Linked DNA regions of Mus musculus: regions 1 and 3 are each linked to region 2. Evidence: chromatin contacts called from public HiChIP or PLAC-seq and promoter capture Hi-C data. All regions are on one chromosome and are shown on one strand. Each heading gives the region's core, a stretch centred on a gene start, on an enhancer-like site or on the middle of the called end of the contact. The rest is flanking DNA. Distances are from core to core; before and after follow the strand shown.

Evidence for each region. Promoter capture Hi-C pulls out the DNA fragments that hold promoters and counts their contacts. HiChIP or PLAC-seq counts read pairs in DNA pulled down with a chosen protein or histone mark.
Region 1: a contact with region 2 is called in an H3K4me3 HiChIP or PLAC-seq map of bone marrow-derived macrophages, with 2.4 times the contacts expected there. The contact joins the promoter of Rsph9 here to the promoter of Rpl7l1 in region 2. A contact is called at or near these places in 1 of 39 promoter capture datasets (the C10 cell line), 2 of 115 datasets of contacts at active chromatin or transcription factors (bone marrow-derived macrophages and pancreatic cancer cells) and 1 of 9 other capture datasets (pancreatic islet).
Region 3: a promoter capture Hi-C map of 3T3-L1-derived adipocytes shows a contact between it and region 2, with 2.7 times the contacts expected there. The contact joins the enhancer-like site here to the promoter of Rpl7l1 in region 2. A contact is called at or near these places in 3 of 39 promoter capture datasets (3T3-L1-derived adipocytes, hippocampal neurons and liver), 3 of 115 datasets of contacts at active chromatin or transcription factors (astrocytes, memory CD8 T cells and pancreatic cancer cells) and 2 of 9 other capture datasets (embryonic stem cells and macrophages).

The regions. Positions count from the first base shown.
Region 1 is chr17:46,142,768-46,146,237 of GRCm38.p6, forward strand. Rsph9 (radial spoke head 9 homolog (Chlamydomonas)) reads right to left here and starts at 1,433. Exons shown (of 5, transcript NM_029338.4): 1 at 1,155-1,433. The coding sequence starts at 1,381.
Region 2 is chr17:46,780,695-46,784,183 of GRCm38.p6, forward strand. It overlaps Rpl7l1 (ribosomal protein L7-like 1), which reads right to left and starts at 1,962. Exons shown (of 7, transcript NM_025433.3): 1 at 1,925-1,962; 2 at 1,089-1,197. The coding sequence starts at 1,938.
Region 3 is chr17:46,260,868-46,264,115 of GRCm38.p6, forward strand. It overlaps Tjap1 (tight junction associated protein 1), which reads right to left. Exons shown (of 10, transcript NM_001252474.1): 4 at 2,822-2,943; 5 at 1,535-1,563; 6 at 552-713; 7 at 269-335. The coding sequence starts at 2,920. Among named protein-coding and RNA genes, the nearest start is that of Lrrc73, 8.3 kb to the left of the region's middle. Within about 2 kb of position 1,479, at least 9 of the 459 cell types and tissues checked have an H3K27ac peak or open chromatin away from gene starts, as enhancers often do. A contact at or near this core is called in 3T3-L1-derived adipocytes, where this site is marked.

The sequences.
Region 1 (3,470 bases), core at 183-2,682, 640 kb before region 2:
CGATCGACGGTTGCTGCCTCTGTCCAGTTTACTTCCGGTCTCTTCCCTAAACATGGAAAGCCTTCAGTCAGAGTGCAGGAGGGTCTCTCCAGCTCGCAGCTGTGGGGAAGTGCCCACCTTTCAGAACCCGGAGCAGCTGCTCTCTGATCGAGCTTAGCTCTTCTCCAAAAGCCCGGGACTCTTGGCATCGCTTTAGGATACCTTAGTTTTAGCAATTTTTTTTGAGACAGGGTCTTTACATATTTTTATGTGTATGAGTATTTTGTCTATATGTATGTACATGCACCTGCTGTGTACAGTGTCCTAAGAAGTTCCCTAGAACTGGAGTTATAGATAGTTCTGAACTCCGTGTACGTGCTACGGATTGAATCCCAGCTACGGATTGAATCCCAGTGGTTCAGAAGAGTACCCAGTGCTCTTAAGGTTTAAGCCATGTCTCCAGCCCCCAAATTCCCAGAGGGGCTTCAAACCCCCTGTGTATTTGAGACTGACCTTGAACCCCTGATCCTCCTTCAATACTGGTTTGATGCATGGGTAGATAAATGAAGTCCCCGGATACCTCCTGCTTGGATGCTTTAATAGCATGATAGGCTCCCCTAGCATCCTAGGGAACCCCGAAAGAGGTTGGGAGGCTTACACTGCAGAATTGCCCCCAGCTCTTTCCCCATTTTACAAGTCTTGCACTTCCAGGAAAGAGCACCTCCCACTGCAGAGCCTACACTCCCCAGAGACGTTTCTAAACAGCTTCAGTACAAATCTCAGAGCGTCTGACTTCTCCAAGCCAAATCCAGTCCACAGCTAGAACCTGAATTCTACACCAGTTGCCATCTCCGGGACTTCTACATTCTGTGCCCGCTCAGTTTATTTAGCCTTCTGTCTCTAACGAATCCATCTAGACCAGTTTCCCATGCAAATCCAGGCTGACAATGCTGCCTCCTTGGACCCTGCCCAGGCCACTTTCCCACCCTGTCAGGATCCACAGGACCCTCACAGTTCCGTGACATCTCAGTCCTCAAGCTCCTCATTTCCCTCCTCAAGCCCCACCCACAGGTGCTTCCTGCGTAGGTCCTGGGCGCACCCACCTTCCCCAGCTGGAGTTGCACCCAACACCCTTCGGGATCCTCCTGCAGCCTTATCTGCCAGAGTCGCCTCACCTGTAGAGCGTCTTGCGTGGTGCGAGCTGGTCCTCACTCAAGCCCTGTGCGATGTAGTAATCCGCCACAAGGCCAAGGATGCGGCCCCAGAAAAGGACCCTCGCGAAGCGGTAATCGCGCTTCACCAGCATAAGGGACGTGAGCAGTGAGGCCCGACGGTCAGGGCTGAGTCCCTGCCCACTGCCAGACGCCAACTCCAGAGACAACAAGAGGCTGTCGGCGTCCATCAGGCCAGCCGTTCTCCTCCAAGCTAGTCTGGCGGGTAGAAGCTGTCTCCATGGAGACCCTGAGCCCCACCCCTTAAGCTAGCAGGAAACAAAATACCACCCACCGGACCGCCCATCTCGCCAAACCCGCCCTTTCCGGGGGCCACGGACTTTCACAGTACAGTGTAGACTCATGTATTCTGTTATCCCAGCGCGGCTTCCCTATATGTGCACTCCACATTACGTACTCCATTTTTGCCCATACGGACTTGGGAAGAAACCCAATACAAAGCCACAAGGCCACTAGCTGTATTATTTCAACCTGGGAATATCACTTCTTGGCCTGAGAATTTTATGAAGAATCTGATACCTTGGCTCTAAAAGCAGTTTCTGACACCTAAACCCACCCAAAGCCAGGTTTCACCAAATAGGTTCTATCCAATCTGACCCCTCCAGTTTTCACGTGAGAGCTCTTTGTTTACTCCCAGGACTAGTCTGACAAATCGGGGAAATCCTTGGAAAAGAATGTAAAGGGTGACAGTTTCCCAGGGGTGGTGGCCCACACCTTTAATGCCAGCCCTCAGGAGGAAGAACTCTTTTGAGTTCAGGGCCAACCTGGTCTACATAACAAGGTCGCAGCTAGCCACACGACTGAAGTGTGTAGAGCTTCATAGTCTCTTTAAAAAAAAAAAAAAAAAAAAAAAAAGCCACTTACAGACTACATGTGTGTCAGCTACATAACTTTGGGCTCCACAGCTGTTCAGACCCAAATAGTAGCCACAGAGGATCAGCTCTGTATTCCCTAGGCTAGCCTAACTCAGGCGAGTCTAACCACTGCTACATCACATCCGCTGCTGTTCTGGAGTCTCCAAAGTCAAAATCACCGGGGTCCTCTGAAGGCTTGTTTCAGGCCTTGTCAATGACTGATCTTATTTCTGGATTCCTTTGTGGAAGACTCATGAAGTCAACATGCCCTGGGCCTCCAAGCCAAGCCCAGAGAGAAATAAGTGTCTAATTTGCTCAGATAATTACTTTGTTTTGATGTTTTGATTGCCTGGGCATTGTTCATCGAGGCTTTTTAAATGGGCATTAGAGAGCTGACCTGGCCGGTCATTTCAAAGAAACTTATGCCGCCCCCCCCCCCCCCCACACACACACATCAGGTCCTGCCCTCCACCATCATGCCCTGCTTTGGTAATATGGCTTAATTCTTCTGTAAAGCGATATCAGACACAAAAACAACCAACAGTTTGGCTGACAGGATACACTTCAGGGGAGGTCACACAGAACACAGCCCAAGCATCTTGCGTTCCCCTATACTGGATTTACCCATCAGAAATGAGTTCACATCAGGAGCCAGAATCTGAAGAAGGCCTTCTCAGAGCTTGGTAGCACATCCACTAGGGACAGAGCAAATCCTGGCTATTCCAGAGAAAAACCGCACTAACGTTAGAACACAGGGAAGAGCAGTTTCTGCAGGCAGTGAACAGCTTTCAAGTCATGCTTTGCCATTGAAGCCAGTGGTTTCTAACTTTCCTAGTGCTACAGCCCTTTAATACGGTTCCTCCTGTTATGGTGACCCCCCCCCCCAAACCATAACATTATTTCATTGCTACCTCATAACTATAACTTTGCTAATTATGAATCATAATATAAATGTGTTTTACAAGTCTTAGGTGACCCCTGTGGAAGGGTTGTTTGACCCCCAACGGGGTTGTGACTCACAAGAACCTCTAACTTAAGCAAACTAGCCTTGCCAAACCTTACCTTTATAATGGGGTAGTAACCTATACATATAAGTTAGCATTAAATAATATGTATAAGTGCTTTTTTGAGGCAGGGTCTCTACATAGCCTTGGCTGTCCTGGAACTTACTCTGTTGACTAAGCTGGCCTTGAACTTACAGAGATCAGTCACTCTCTGGCTCCCAAATGCTAGATAAAAAGCATGTACTACCCACCCCAGCCTTGTTTGTAAGCCTTAAACACAGTGTATAGGTACAGGAAGCGGGGGTGGGAGGTGGGGGTGGGGGTGGGAGGGGGATGATGATGATGCACAAGAGCAGAGGGCCCACTGAAGGGTGTAGACTTGGAAGTCAAGGCTGTCTGCA
Region 2 (3,489 bases), core at 712-3,211:
AGAGATGTAAGAGCAGTCAGTGCTCTTAAGGGCTGAAGAAAAGTTTGTGGTGAGCTCATATGCTGGTAACATTTAATACAGGTGTTTAGGAAACTCAACACTATATTAGGCATCATTAAACAAGAGGATTTTCTTCTCTTTGCGTTCAAAAATCCTGTACATACTGTGTGCAGAATCTACACATTGGTTTTTCGAGACAGGGTTTCTCTGTGTAGCCCTGGCTGACCTGGAACTCACTTTGTAGACCAGGCTGACCTCGAACTCAGAAATCCGCCTGCCTTTGCCTCCCGAGTGCTGGGATTAAAGGTGAGCCACCATGACCAGGAATTTTTTTTTAATTAGATATTTTCTTTATTTACATTTCAAATACTATCCCGAAAGTTCCCTATACCCTCCCCCCAAAGATTTATTTATTATTATATGTAAGTACACTGCAGCTGTCTTTACACACACCTGAAGAGGGAGTCAGATCTCATTATAGGTGGTTGTGAGCTACCATGTGGTTGCTGGGATTTGAACTCAGGACCTTCCGAAGAGCAGTCAGTGCTCTTAAGGGCTGAGCCATCTCTCCAGCCCACACGTGATTCTAAATAAACTTTTAAAATTGTTGGATACTTTTGGTTTGAGACAGGTTCTCTTTATATAGCCAAACTCTCCATTTTCCTGTCTCAACCTTCTAGAATGCTGAAAAGTGTGCCACAGATAGCAATTTAATCGCAGCATTCTAGAGGCCTAAGTAGGCTGATCTGTTAGTTTGAGGCCAGCCTGGTCATACAGTATTCCAGACCATATGTACAGACCCCATCTAAGAAACAAACCAACCCCAACAAAACATTTTTAAAATAATCTATTTTTTTCCCTGCCAAATTTGGTTTTACCACTAAATTTGAATTCAGAAAATGTCTTCACTTTTCCCTTAAAGGCTGGTCTAACATTTTGCTCACAGAAAGATGGTGGGTAAATCTTTGCTAAATGGAGGACTATGAGGGAGAAACCTGTGAGGGATCTGATAACAAATCTAGTTCAACGAACACCGTTTAGTAAAATCCGTCCACTACAAATCCTAACCCCCCCCCTCTCAGAATTACCTCTCTCTTTGCCAAAAGTGCCTGCTTTGCCTGAGTGGCTTTGAGGGCTTGATAAGCCTTCCTCTTTTTCAGAAGATTTTCTGGAACCAAAGGAATTTTTTTTCTTTCCCTGATAAAGGAACAAATTTGACATTAATGAAAATTGCCAAACCAACATTTGGTGGCTTTCCAAACCAATTCGAGATCCTGGTCTTCCCGGGACCTAAAGTTTCTGATGAGTCTTCGCCGTGCTCCTGTAATGCTCACTCGTCCCGAGAGCCTTTAAAAATCAGGAAAAACCTTTGCTCTCTGGGTTCGTTTTGGTCCGTGGAGCTTTAACAACTGTAGGCTATGACCTGTCACTAGCGGCAAGGAAATTCTAGTAAAATCCAGAAAGGGGCTATCACAGATCCATCAAGAAGAGTAATGATTAAGTCGAGCTAGGATGAGGTGGGGGGGGGGGGCACATGAAAGCAGGAGGGGGAATTGGGGGGAAAGAGCTTGGTGGAAGACGCAGGGGAATAAGAGATGATGGGGAGGTGATACGATCAAAATACACTGTACGTGTGTACCAAACTGTGAAAGACATGACAGCCAAGCTGAGCGAACTCAACTCTGGCGCTACGCAGCCACTCGCCCCTCCGAACCTCAGTTCCTCTTCTCGCTGCTTCCAAAGTCGTCCCGATCCCTGGTCGCGGAGCCCTACAGCATCTCAGCCCCCACCTTGACTTCATACTATGGAGCCTTTTTCTTTTCTCTCCACAGCCCACAGCTTCCTTTTGTATCACCAGAGTACAAACAGAAAGGATGGCATCGGATCCTCAAAGCCCCATAGAGAGATCCGAAGACACACTCACCCTTCCTCCGCCATCTTTCCGGTGCTTCAGCTACTGCGCTTGCGCAGCCTCACCGGGCGGGGTAGAGAGGCCCGCCTCGACGTCTCTTGTATCATAGAGACGGACTCTCGCTCCCGCAGGAGGACTCAGGCAGCCTGAGATTCCTTAGCGAATGTGAGCGTCTGGGAAAAGGTCTTGCTAGCCAGGATTCCGGCAAAAAACCCTCCAGTTTTCTTCCCATCCCTTCTAAGGTCTCTAGAGTCTGACACCCGTCTGGATCCAACCCTTTTCAGTTAGGCTGTAGGGTCTCGAACTCGGCCGCTTGTGAACAATTTAAAGGCTTTCCACAATGCATCTGCAGCTTCCGCTACGGCACGGGCTCTACAGAAGTTGGCCGCCTTGCTTAGGTGAGGTTTTTATTCCCGGAGACTTGAAGGACCGACGTGGCACTCACATTTGGTGGGCGGTTATTTGTGGAGGATTTGCGGAAATAAAAATGTGTCACCTACTCTGTGAGCCTTTGAATTCCTCACCTTTCTGCATCTCGGCTTCCTCATCCGTACAATGAATATCTACGGGTTCCCAGTGGCCGCCAGGGGGCTCCTTAAGATTTACAAAGCCTTAGCACAAGTTGGGTAAACAGTGGAGCCAGAAACTAGAAATGCTCCATTTCCATCTCAGAGCCTTCACTTGTTTAAGTTTCTCAGAATTTACTCCCATTGCCACATACTAGCACAGTGCTGTTTTATGCTAGCACAGTGCTGTTTTATGCTCTAGCCTAGGACAACGCCACTATATAACACTAGAAAGGGTCGCCACCCACAGCCTTTATCCTACACCTTTGGCTTATGGGCAGGAGACTTTTCTTATTTTCTGTGTCTCTTCTGCACCTCACTACACCACTTCACTACAGTGGGACTCTGCAAGGAATTGTTGAGTACCCAAGGACTGATACATGATGTTGGAACACACTAAAAAACTAGTCCACTCAACACGCTAATGTCATTACCAGATGAATGTCAAAGGAGATTAAGGGCACGACCTCTTCCGGCCTCCTGCACCAGGCATACCAGGTATTCTAAACTATTCCATGGATTGCGCTAGAACCATGCTTGTTTTTAAGTTTCCTCAAAAATCTCTGTCCGGGGCTGGTGAGATGGCTCAGTGGGTAAAAGCACCCGACTGTTCTTCCGAAGGTCCAGAGTTCAAATCCCAGCAACCACATGGTGGCTCACAACCATCTGTAACAAGATCTGACGCCCTCTTCTGGAGTGTCTGAAGACAGCTACAGTGTACTTACATATAATAATAATAATAATAATAATAATAATAATAATAATAATAATAATAATAAAATATATATATATGTCCCATATTGGGTGAGCCACTTGTCTATGTGACAGAGAAAGAAGAGCAAAATAAAAAATAAAAACAATAGTCCTAGTGGGGACTGTCGCTGCTCATCTCATAATATTTGCTTGTTTTTAAAGATTTATTTATTTATTTATTTATTTTACTTATATGAAAACGCTGTAGCTGTCTTCAGACACACCAGAAGAGGGCCTCAGATCTCTTTACAGATGGTT
Region 3 (3,248 bases), core at 229-2,728, 520 kb before region 2:
CTCAGACGCAACTGCAAAAATCCAGCTGTGGCTAAGAGAGGCCTGAGAGGAGAGTGCAGCAGCAGCGGTGGCAGCATGAGGGAGGGAGACGGAGAGAGAAGAGAGACAGTGTGAGCATTAGGGCTGTCCCGCCTGGCGCAGCACACCGCGCCCTCCCCACCACTGCCCTGCCTTCCCTCTCCTCCCCAGGCCCCAGGGTGAGTGGCATCCCCCCCGGAAGTCCTAGCCCGCGCTATGTTGTGGCCACACCACCCTCCCAGCACAGTACCAGTGCGTGCAGCTTGTCCTCCAGTTCCTGGTTGGTCCGCTGGGATGCCGTGTAGCTGTTCTGTAGCCTACACATGCCAACAAGGCAGAGAAAGGCAGAGCCCTGGTTAAGGCCTGTTCCTCAGGCCCCACCAACCCTCCTCCACATGGGAGTCTAGGAACTTCCCTCTCCTTCCAAGATCTGGGTTACTAAATAAAGTCAGGGGGACCTGAGGCTCTTCAGCTAACGTATGGACAGGAAGGTGCTCCCACGGATGGGAGACGATTGGCCCCTTGTTCCGCACCTGCGGAATTTGTCCTTAAACTTGTCCAGCTCCTCACGGCTCTGTCCTAACTCCAGTTCTAGGCAGTCTTGTCCTATTTCCAGCTCCCGCTCCAAGGCCTCAGTGCGTCTGGTAGCTGAGGCCAGGCGTTTGCGAAGTTCTTCATTCTCCTGCTGCAAAAGTCTGGGGGGTTGGAGGGTGGGGAGGTGGGGGATGGAACCATCAAAAACAGCTAACCCTAGGGCAGCAGACAAGAGTGAGAAAGGAGCAGACAGGCAAGTGGGTCCCTTTAGGCTCAGTCTAGGTAAGGAGACGCAATATACAGGCCCTCTGGCCTCGAGAACAGCCTAAGATGGAGACGGGACCGAGTGTATGACGCACAATAGTCCAGATGGCCCCTCCCCAGTATAGAAACGCACTGGGTCAGAATCAAAGGCGATAGCTCCCGACTGTCTCCGGTTACCACCCAGGCCAGCAGGCACTAAGCCCTACAGCTCCTGTTTCCCCTCACAATCAGCCTTCTCCATTATTAATCTCTTGGGAATCCAGGACAGCACTGCTGTCCTCCAGGAGGCCTCACATGCCTGACAGAAAGGGCATGCAGACGCTGGCACAGGCTGGTCACTGTTTTCTGGAGCCAGCAGCTGGGCAAGGACTCTTTGTAAGGGTGGGCCCTCAGTTCATGGAGCAAATAAAACCCCTTTCCCTGACATGAGCCCTAAAGAGCCCCACCCCCAAGCTTTACCTCTGCTGACCATGAGGAGTCCACGGGATGCCCGTGGCCAACACAAACCCCACAAACTCAGTTAAAAGGAACACTGTCCTGCAAATTGCTTGTAATTGTTTGTAATTCCAGTGTATGGTTCTAACTGCAGGTCACAGCACTATGCCACAATGTTAGAAGCTGGAAGGCCAGATGTGAGGAGGAGCCTGGGAGTCCCCAGAGCCCAGCAGGGATTGAAAGGGCACAGCACACAGTCCAGGGACGGGCAGCCAATACTCACTTCATCCGCTCTGCGTCAGTCAGGGACTCCTGGACAAAAAAAGAGGGGAAGCCTGGGACTCAGCTCCAGAGCACTGGCCTCCTGGTTGGCTCAGAGCCCTGGAAAAGGCCACGTCACGGAAAGTGACAGGCCCTCCAGAAATGGATGAAATCTAGAAACATCTGGTAAGCTTACAGTACCCTTTCCCCTGTCAACCAGAAAATTCTAGACCCTTCCAACATCTACCCTTAATCCTAAAGCCATCTTCAAAGGGGATCAGGTACCCATGTCACCTATCCCCCAGGATAAAGCACCTAGCTGTCGGTCAAGCTCCTTACAAGCATGGCACAGATTTTCCAAGGAAGTGAGGGAGTCAAGCCAAACTGAAAGTTCCGAGTTTTGACGGAGGCCTCTCAGGCCCTCCAGAGGACCTCGGAGACTGAGGAGCCAACCTGAATGGCTGGAGGGCCTCTAGGGAACAAGATGCTAAAGGGCTTTGTGGATGGTGAGTGAGTGCTTGTTCTCAGACAGTCTAGGTTGAATTCAAACCCACCAAGTAACTACAGCTTCCTGCCTCCATCTTCCAATATAACTTTGTACCACTAAACCATTTTGTGTCTTGCATTGATCCCCTGCCCCAATGACTTTGGATGTCTAGCGCAGGTCATGAAGAAGCACAGAGGCAAATGGCTCAGATCAGACTCTAGAGCCTGATCACTGGATCTGACCCTACTCAACAATACACAGTGAAGGCTCCATCTCATGGAACCTCTGTTCCCTCACTAATAGCCCTGATCCTCAACAGCTGAGACCACTCTGTGCACAGGGAGGGGGACGGCGCTAGGAACAAGCTGATTAACCGCCCAGTCTTGAGAGCCAAGCTAGAGTGTCTGGCAGTGGCCCACAGGCCGTCTGAGAGCAAGCCTAGCATGGTTCTTGACAGAGTGTGAAGTTATCAAGGTAGCTAAACAAAAGCAAGCTGGTGGAAGGGCGCACAGAGACGCGCAGCTGCGGTGGGCAGCAGTTAGAGCACTGCCTCCTTAGAGGCCAAAGCTGGACGCCTTTCCTCCACCAGCACCTGGGACTGGCTGTGACAGTTCTGTTGAGCTGCAAAGACTAATGCTCCCTGACGTGTGAACACATACACACAGCCCCCCACCCCCACCCCCAAGCACAACTACAGCTCTATCAGCAATGTGAGTCTCTCGCCTTAACCCATGCCCAGCACCTCAGGCCTGAGAGGCCAGCTGACAGACACCTTCAGGGGCCTGCTTCTGCCAGCCAGGGCCAGACCCCAGCCTTGCTGACCTCTTGCTCGAGCCGGGACACGGGAATCTCCAGGCGTAGCTCTCGGTGCTCTGGAGGCGCCTTACGGTAAGGTTTCTTAGCAGGGGCAGCACTGCTCATCCTGGAAGGTATGGGCTCGTCTCCTGCTGAGAGAAGCAGAGACAGGCTCAGAGGTGTAGTCTCGAGCCTTGGAAGGGCCACTGAGATGGCTCGGTGGGTTAGGCACCTCCTGCTCCTGACCACCTTAGGAGCAGATCCTACATTAGGAGACAACTGAACCCCCCCGCCATCCCTTTCTCTACAGTGGCACTATGGCACATGCAACCCGTGCCTACCCACTTCCTCACACAGAAAATAAACTAACGAGAGGCGTTCTAAGGTGTCTCTGGCCTGAACATTCAAAGATGACCAGGGATGTGTACTGACCCCACAGGCAGATAGACCTGAG